Regions from separate parts of the Arabidopsis thaliana genome. Here region 1 is linked to region 2. The links are chromatin contacts, called in public capture Hi-C maps. All regions are on one chromosome and are shown on one strand. The core of a region is the stretch at or near the end of the contact, and the rest is flanking DNA. Distances in the headings are between cores, read along the strand shown. Region 1 holds the start of AT5G28160 (Galactose oxidase/kelch repeat superfamily protein). Region 2 holds the start of DES1 (L-cysteine desulfhydrase 1).

Evidence for each region. Capture Hi-C pulls out chosen DNA fragments and counts their contacts.
Region 1: a contact with region 2 is called in a capture Hi-C map of shoot, with 2.9 times the contacts expected there. The contact joins the promoter of AT5G28160 here to the promoter of DES1 in region 2. A contact is called at or near these places in 3 of 26 Hi-C or Micro-C datasets (callus, cotyledon and root) and 3 of 3 other capture datasets (root, seedling and shoot).

Annotation. Positions count from the first base shown.
Region 1 is chr5:10,134,656-10,139,183 of TAIR10.1, reverse strand. AT5G28160 (Galactose oxidase/kelch repeat superfamily protein) reads right to left here and starts at 1,258. Exons shown (of 2, transcript NM_122699.1): 1 at 547-1,258; 2 at 171-433. The coding sequence starts at 1,258. The coding sequence ends at 171. It overlaps AT5G28150 (hypothetical protein (DUF868)), which reads right to left and starts at 3,775. Exons shown (of 2, transcript NM_122698.5): 1 at 3,490-3,775; 2 at 2,079-3,398. The coding sequence starts at 3,358. The coding sequence ends at 2,489.
Region 2 is chr5:10,031,528-10,036,179 of TAIR10.1, reverse strand. It overlaps DES1 (L-cysteine desulfhydrase 1), which reads left to right and starts at 3,218. Exons shown (of 10, transcript NM_001344055.1): 1 at 3,218-3,379; 2 at 3,861-3,933; 3 at 4,047-4,214; 4 at 4,420-4,652. The coding sequence starts at 3,895. It overlaps AT5G28040 (DNA-binding storekeeper protein-related transcriptional regulator), which reads left to right. Exons shown (of 2, transcript NM_001344056.1): 2 at 64-637.

The DNA.
Region 1 (4,528 bases), core at 9-2,508, 100 kb before region 2:
GGTAAACTATTCAGGAAAACATATGAGCTAGGAACCGTCAGCACAATATTAGCCGACTCAATATTTCTCGTGATGTTGCAAATATTACAAGTATAAAAGCAACAATACACTAAAAAATAAAGAAGAAAAAAGCCTTTGAGAATCAAATCAAAAAACATGATTAGATTTGATCAAAAACCAGTTTCTAGACTATTCACGAAAACGTATGAGCTAGGAACCGTCAGCACAATATCAGCCCATTCAATGTTTCCCCAAACTTCATCACTACCATGACGTTTTTCAAGCGCAATCACCGCACACCAAATATCTTTGTCATGAGAAAGATCTACCTTGTCCCATAAGATTAAGAGTTTTCCGCCATAGTGAACAATTTCAATCGTACCACAACCAAGATTCCTGTTCAACATGTCTAAACCTTTGACCACTCTCCATTCTTTAGGACTTGTGTCATACCACCAGCACCACTTTTTATCACAATGATACCATACATTATCTATCATACATTGCATATTTGCATGTGTGCTTTTACTCCAACATTCCATTTACCTTCTTTTGGATCATAAACAGAGTCTTTCTTCTCGTTGCTTCTAACGTAAAGCTTTTCTTGGAACACATCTATTTTTCTAATTGAAGAAAAACGGAACTCAGGACCAGGGTCAGGTAAAGCTTCCCAAGTTTGAGTCTTTATGTCAAAAACTTCACCCCAATTCACGGATTCATCAGCCATGCAACCTCCCATCACATATATTTTCCCATTGAAGACAACTGCACTGGCTTTAGCTCGAGCTACAGTCATGTTTGGGGCTTTACACAAAAAAATATCCCCCTTATTACGGACAAACATGTTGGAGGACGGATCATTGCGTTGGCTGAGTCCGTATACTTCGGAACCAACCATAACGAGGTAAAACGGTACATTATAATAATATGAAGAAGGTATTTGTACCAACCGAGTATCTCTTGTAGACCTCTTGTTCTTCTCAAGTTGGTTGGTTAAGATTGTACCAGGTTTTATCCAGAGGGTGAACATTGACGGATTAGGTTTATCAGGAAACTTTAAGCAGACATGACAAAAGGTTTCATGGGTTTTGAGGTGCAATCGCGCCACAATGAGCTCATTAGATATGAGGAGAGTGCGGAAGGTCTTGCAAACTAGGGAGAGTTTCGGATAGTACGATCTCGATATGCGGGCTAAACAGCTCAAGATGATTTCATCAGGTAGTGACAAAAACGATGGACGTTCGACTTCAGAATTCATAGTCGTTAGAAACTAGAAAGTTGCTTGCTGTATAAAAAAGTAGATGACATAAACACCACGAAGAGCTAATAATGATCAAAGGTATAACAAAATTTCCTAGGGATTCAAAGGAGACTGAAACGGCGATATTTGGCTATTCAAAACCCTAATGTGGCTGAGTAGTGGTGAACAAAAAACTAAAAAGGCAAAGTCATATTTTATTCATTGATTGTTTTTTACTTTTATAGTTTGCGAAAATGGGCTTAATAAGCCCGTTTGGATGGGGACGACGTGGCATGATTTTATTTTACTATTACAAGAAACTGAAACAGAAGAAGCAAACAAATGATGTCACAAAAGAATGTTGCAATAACAGAAGAAAGAAACACTCTTCGTCACTTTGAGTCTTCTCATGTGTACTTTTCCGACCAAAACAGACAAGAGGCATGAAACGGCAAGTAGTTGCTGAGATTCTCAGCTAAACAGCGTGAAGTTTGATTTTTTTTACTGTATACACTATATACTGTAACTGTATAAAGCTGTCTGCTCTCTACAGAAAGTTTCCGTGACTTGACAATTCAATTTTTTTTCAAAAGTGGTTATTAATAGAATCTCTTAGACAGAGACAATTTTTATGCCTTTTCCAGTAATATTGCCACTAATCGCAATTCACATTTCAAAAACTATGGCTTTAGACAAATCTTATGATCAAATCCAAATTCATGTTTAAAACTGACACAATACCAAATTCTCTTTTAAGCCTTTAGAAGTTTAACTCTATAGAAAACCAAAAACTTTTACGGTCTTGTGTGACCAAAGAAGTAGACCAATGTAAAGTCCGAAGAAACGAAATGTCAAAGCTAAGAAACATTCAACTTAATGATTCGCAATATAGGAATCATCATGTACAAATCCCACGATCTCTATATGCTTCTTCTATAAACAATCTTTATGAGCAGTCTGTTATTAGAAAGAAGAAGCTAATCAATAGTTTGCTAAGCATCTAAACATTCACAAGCTACAAGATCAAAGAGCAGTGTAATTAGGTAATAGACCATAAGAAACACTTTCTAGAACATAAGTAACAGATGTATACAGAGATCACATTCCTCAAGACCAAACTGGTTCCAGCATTGTGTAAGGAAATATATATTGCAGAAACCAATCATGAATCAACAAAAAAAATGTCGATAAGGAATCAACAAACTCTTATAAGGTTTTTGTTAGCACCCAGAAACTCTCTCTTTTGTTCTACTCGCTCTTCCAAGCGTACAGAATCAACGAAAAGCCAAAACTATGAGACTTGGAGTTTGTTGTTGTCACGTCCTGTGAGAAAGACAAGCTCTTCTCAGTAGATTGACAAGTCCTGAACATGAACACAGCGTTTCCCGTTGTAGGCAACCCAAAGAGCCAACTATGAACATCCCATAGAACTTCCACAGTCATTTTATTAACAACTATCGTATCGTTGCCACGAAACTTCCACTTAAGCCGCTTCACCTGCAACAACGTCTTACCATCCACACGAACAACGAGACAAGGATCGGTGACATTCGTGTCACACTCAATCAACAGATCATGAAATTTCCCATCAGCAAAAAGCTGAGCTTTCGTTGCAAACACTCTCTTACCAAAAACATGCTCTTTCTTAGCAATGAACACAGCACCTAAAGACGAAGGCGAAGCATTCGTCTTCTTAAAAGCTTCTTTCTTCATATCACCAAGAAGCAAAACCATTTCTTTGTCAACAACAACACCAACATAGAATCCTCCCAAAGCTTCAGGACCTGATCCGAATTTCGCAGACGAAAGATCCCAAAAAACATCGATATTACACGAATACGCCTCTAAACTCTTAGACCCTTTCCGTTTAGTAAACAGCCACGGCTTAATCTCGACTTTACAAAGACTTTGGTTACAAGAATCATCAACACCAACTGTTACACTTTGACCCATCAGATTCTTAGTCCATGTCACAGTGATCAAACAATTTCTTCCGCGAATTCGACATTGGTAGATACAAGTAACCAAATTCTGAGCGTTTTTACCGGAGTTCGAAGAAGACGATGAATCCGCAACTTGAACTCCATTTTCACCAAAGCAAGAAGGAAAATCCTTCATCTCTCTCTCAGGAATTTCAACAAACACTTGGTGGGCGAATCTAAAAGTTATAAAGAGACGAAATTTGACTAAGACAATGACGGATACAGTAAGAGAAGAAGAAACCCAGAAAGAAAAAGTGAAAATTTTACCTTATGAGATTGATTAGAGAAGGAGAAACTGAATCGGAATCTGGAAAATCTCCATGGATTTGGTTTGAGAGTGTCGTCGGTTTTGGATCCGTTGTCTCCAAGAGAAATCAAGGAATGAGATTTGAGATTTGAGAGAGCAAATCGGTAAAGTAAAATGTGTGTTTTGGTCTTCTGATAAAAACTCAAAACGGAGACAGAAAGAGACAAAAAGGAGACTCCTTTCACTCTCAGAATTATTACCAAATTTAAAAACCAGGAAATAAAAAAGCACCTAACCAGAATTGAGTCGGCATAAATTGACATCCCTAAACGTTTGCCCAAAAAAAGAGAGAATTATATAAATAGTTTTGTTGAACAATTTGGGTTCACATATCTTTTAAAAAATTCAATTTTTTAATTTTGTATTTTGTATGAATACGATTTGGGTGTTTGACGATTATTTTGTATGAATTTTTTTTTGGATTCTATCTAATACTTTATTTTTTAGGATCTAATATTTAGTGAATTTGTGGGATATTCAATGTTAGAGAATCAATATCAGAATATTGTTTAAAATTGTAAAGTCAAATTAGAGATTCTGAATTTCTGACATGTCCAGAAAGAATGCAGGACCTTATAAGTTAAAAATAAAGTGGACAGTTACATTCTTATAATGTTATTGTTAATCTCAGTGTTCAACAAAACGTTAACAGTAAACGGATGATGATCCAAAAGTTTAGCCCTAAAACATTTAATCGGATCTTACACGATTTTAGGTAGTTAAAGCATTTATAATATAAATATTATAAATATAATTTTATACATAAATATTATATAAAATATCTATAAAGAAAAAAATAAATACTTTGAATCGTAAACAAAAATTAGACAAAATATCCATTTAACTATATTAAATATTATATAGACATTTATAACTATTTATATAAATATAAACTTAGTTGAAAACTAGAAAAATATATTAAAATGAGGTATATACTATTTTAGGTGGGGTAGACGGTTGTCTAAACATCGCATGAGCGCCTACCACTTTATCAGGATC
Region 2 (4,652 bases), core at 1,969-4,468:
TATTTATCAGTGCTTGTGTGACGAATTTAATAGATTGAGTTTGTGATTTTGTTGTTTGTATAGCTTTATGAGCAAGCTATTGAGTATGAGAAAGGTTCGTTAATCACTTCTAATGGAGCTTTGACGATGCTTTCTGGTGCTAAGACTGATCGAGAGATAAGCGTGTTGTTAGAGATGCGATTACTGAAGATGAGCTTGAGCTTTGGTGAGGAAAGTGAGTATTCTTAATTCTTATCTCCATTTTGATTGACAGAGTTTTTATCCTCTATTTTGGTTTATTGATTTTGGCTTTTGATTTTCATTTTAATTTTAAGGGTTTGTCTAAAATTGAAATCGATGAACATACTTTTATTGTGGTGAACAGAGAAAGAGCTGTTGATTACTTGAATTCTTTGGAAAAGGTTTACCTTATGCCTAAGCGTTAGATTCTCTCCCATCATTCTAGATGCAATATGGGAAAAGATGGAGATGTTGCCCTCTTCTTTGAACTTTTAGGTATTGCAACTTTTTAAGCCGACGTGAACGCTGAAAAAGGAGAAACGCCGAGGTGAATGCTGAGAGAAGATTCCGCTTGCGCAACCATCGGCGGAGAGAAAGAGAAACAAAACCTTTCTTCTTCTTTTTTTTTTTTTTTTTTCTATTTTTGCTTAGGAAATTTTTTTTAACGTTTCTCTAATTAGTGGTTTTGGGGTTTAGATGTAAAGAATCTTTTCTATTTAGATGTTTTGGCACAAAAAAAAGGAAGAAAAAAACTATAATTTTGTAATTTATTTTATTTTAGTTTATGATTAAGGGAAATTGAAAAAAAAGATCCTCTATATCCAAATCTCTCAAAGAACTTTCTTATTTTTAGATTCTCCCAAAGAACTTTTTTTTAATTTTAGTTTATAATTTTATTTAGTTTTCAAATTTCATTTTATTTTACACCACGGGTTAAATCCTATACCATATTTTTTGTTTGGACGATCTTTAAGTTATCTTACAATTTAGTTAAACTTACTTAGTTTTGAACTTTATGATAGTAACTTAATAACATTCATCTTATTCATATAAATATTTAGCTATATAGTAAATGCCGAATAATACTATAAGAGCTACATCTTATTAAATATCATATACTTTATAGTTTACAAAATCATAAATTTATAAATTATAAAATAAATGGAAAAGAATCAACCCGCAGTGTACCTCTTAATAAGTTGGTATTTATAATATTTAGAATCTATAAATTTTTTATAATATTAATAATATTTGAACTCTAGAATTTTTTTTTTTATATTGTAAAAACCATTTGAAATTAAATTACTTTTTTAATTTAATATCATCTATATTAGTTAAGAACGCACGTAATAACTCATCATAAAAAAAACATGTATATAAGTATTAGTTAAGAAAACTATTTTAAGCCAAATACGTTCATTTTTAACAAAAAAATACTATATAACAAACACATAATAACGTACCATAAAAATACACTCTCTATATAATGTGCGTATAATAAACAGTTTTTCTTAATTAAACAAGATCAAACCAAACAAATACAAATATAATATCAAAAATAAATAGATATAAAAAGTAAAATGATAAATTCAAAATATAATATGATTATTTAAATATAGATGATATAGAATTAAAAAAATAATATAATTTATAACGTAAATAATCAACCCGCGGTATCTAGTGATTAAGTAGAAGATTAAAGATATTTGGTCATGAAACCATTTGCACCTTGCACATACATAAATATGTACTCAACATGCATAAATATGGCTATGTACTTTAAATGACCGTATATGTTTGTGCAATAATGATACGATTTGGGCAACTAGAACAACGATTACGTTTGCGTTTAGCAGCATAACCTAAAGCATGAGAATGGGTACGCGCATCTAGTGTTAAGCTTTTCAAAGGATAGTGTTTAATGTTATCTTCAAAATGTTTGAAAACGCCTTTGGATATTTTTCTTGTCTTTACTTACTTCTTAAAACCCCAAAATAAAAAGCATGGATCGGAACATAAAGGCGGTTGGATGAAAGATTGTTAAAATCCGGCTAACACCTTTGTGAATTTGTCTCCATTCAAGCATAGCCTTAGAATTTAAGCTCTACTTTTAAGCATCGCCTTTTAGATTTTGTTTCTATACAAGCCTATCCGTGGATGTTATTTTCACAAACTAGAAAGGGCACAAACTTGTCTTTAATACTTCACAATTCCATAGCAGCCTAGCCTTAGATGTTATTTTCATATCAAAGCAATGGCACAAAACTTTCTTCATACTACACACAATTATATACATCGTGTGTGTGTCCACCACATGTCAATCGATCTTCCACCGACCTTCATTTTCTCTTTCACACTCCACTTTGCAGAAATATCATTTTTCAACACTCTAGAGTCTAGATCAACTACTTCATGGTGGTCCAGTAACTCCAGTTTGATTGGTTCATCAGAGTTGAAAGAGGGAGTATTATTTTTTCCAATGTGGACTACCCTCTTCTTTTTTTTTATAAAGTTTATGAAAATTAGTCTGGACATTGATATAAGATCGTTTGATTATATAATACCAAATAATTGGAGTTAATGTTATGAAATATGAATAGTAGTACTCAAAACATTTTAGAAATTTTATTTTATTTTACATATGACTTTTCAAATTTTATATAGTATTATTTTATTAAAAACATTTAGTGCTATCAATAAAAATATATATAATAAATTAATAATTCTTCTTCGGTAAATTGACAACTCAATAATAGAGATGTTTATTTGTACTTGAAGGATGTTAACTAATCATTTATGGGGAAAATACACTAATGGTGAAAGCTTAAACGAAACTCTACTAAATACTTATTTTTTATTTTTCTACGTTCGTAATATCATCTAACTTATTATATAAAATGTTCAATTAGCTAAATTTGCAACTATGTATAATTTCTAAATTTGAGAAAGAAAAAGAATGATTAAAATGTAATTATAAGTGAAAATAAATTACACTAGAAATGATATTTGGAAAAAAATTGAACTGTATTTTAGGGTTACTGTCTTTTGAAACTAAACGAAGTAAACAAACCTTACCAAGTAATAATACATTTTACTTTATCAAAAAAGTGCTAAACAAACAAACACAATTACATATATATATATATATATATACACATTTAAAGTTTACGATAAAATAACAATCATCGACAGAACTATACATCCACTGTGGTAGCAACCATCACCTTTTTTTCCCCACCACCGTCGCTATTGCCATTACAAACGCCACCACTAACATAGAACACATAACCTTTATTTACATGACAAACAACAATAGATCGTAACCCTTAAATCCTAAATGCTAAACTATTCACTACCGACCAGGACTTGTTGTTTAGTGGTTTGTGTTAAACTTCATAGCCTCGTTGATTTTTGTAACTTTTAGATATACATCACATTTGTTTGTACTATTACTAGAAAAATTTTAACCACAATATACATTGTTGTCGCCTTTGTTTGTGAGGTCAAGAGTCTTTTTAATGAATATCTTACAACAAGATTTGGTTTGTTTGAGAGTGTTTTGTTTTTTTTTTCATCCCAAAAATATAACAATTTACTAATTTAGATAATACGATTCAATTATACAACCACTCAATACGAATCTATATACAATATCTATATGTCTGCGTCTATATATATATGGCCTGGTGTTGTTTTAGATTTAGCGGTCTTTTGTCTCTTCTTCATTGATTAAACTCTATCGGTACGACGTTTTTTTTGGTTCTTTCTTGTTTCTCCATTCATCCATAAGAAAAGATAATGTAGTTCTGCTTGTTCGTCCATTTTCTGATTTTGGTATCAGTTTTTGTATTTGTGTATAGTAAATCTGAAGGAGTTTTCCAAAGACAAACCAACATGGAAGACCGCGTCTTGATCAAGAACGATGTCACTGAAGTAAAACTCTCTATCTAATCTCTTCTATATCAATCTGCTTTCTTGGAACAAGAAACATGTTTAAAATCATTTGCTTGTGTTGTTACTTAAATATAGTTGTGCATTTTACGCAGTTGATAGGTAACACACCAATGGTGTATCTAAATAAAATTGTGGATGGTTGTGTGGCTCGTATTGCTGCCAAGCTTGAGATGATGGAGCCTTGCTCTAGCATCAAAGATAGAATCGCATATAGTATGATCAAAGATGCTGAAGACAAAGGATTGATTACTCCGGGAAAGGTTAAATAGACAACACTTTCAAAAATCACTAACCGGGGCTTGTAGACTTGTTTTTTTTTTTTTTTTCTTTTATCGTTTACAACTTACACACGCACTCTGAATTATGACACGGTGACAACACATGTACAAACCACTATATAATCTCTCCATATATAGTCCATTAGAATTCATATATGGAATAACTTTTTTCTTGTTTTGTTTTTAGAGTACATTGATTGAGGCAACGGGTGGTAACACCGGGATTGGTTTAGCCAGCATCGGGGCTTCAAGAGGTTATAAAGTGATCCTTTTGATGCCTTCAACAATGAGTTTAGAAAGGAGAATCATTCTAAGAGCATTAGGTGCAGAGGTTCATCTCACTGACATTAGCATAGGCATTAAAGGACAGTTGGAGAAAGCTAAAGAGATATTAAGCAAAACTCCCGGTGGTTACATACC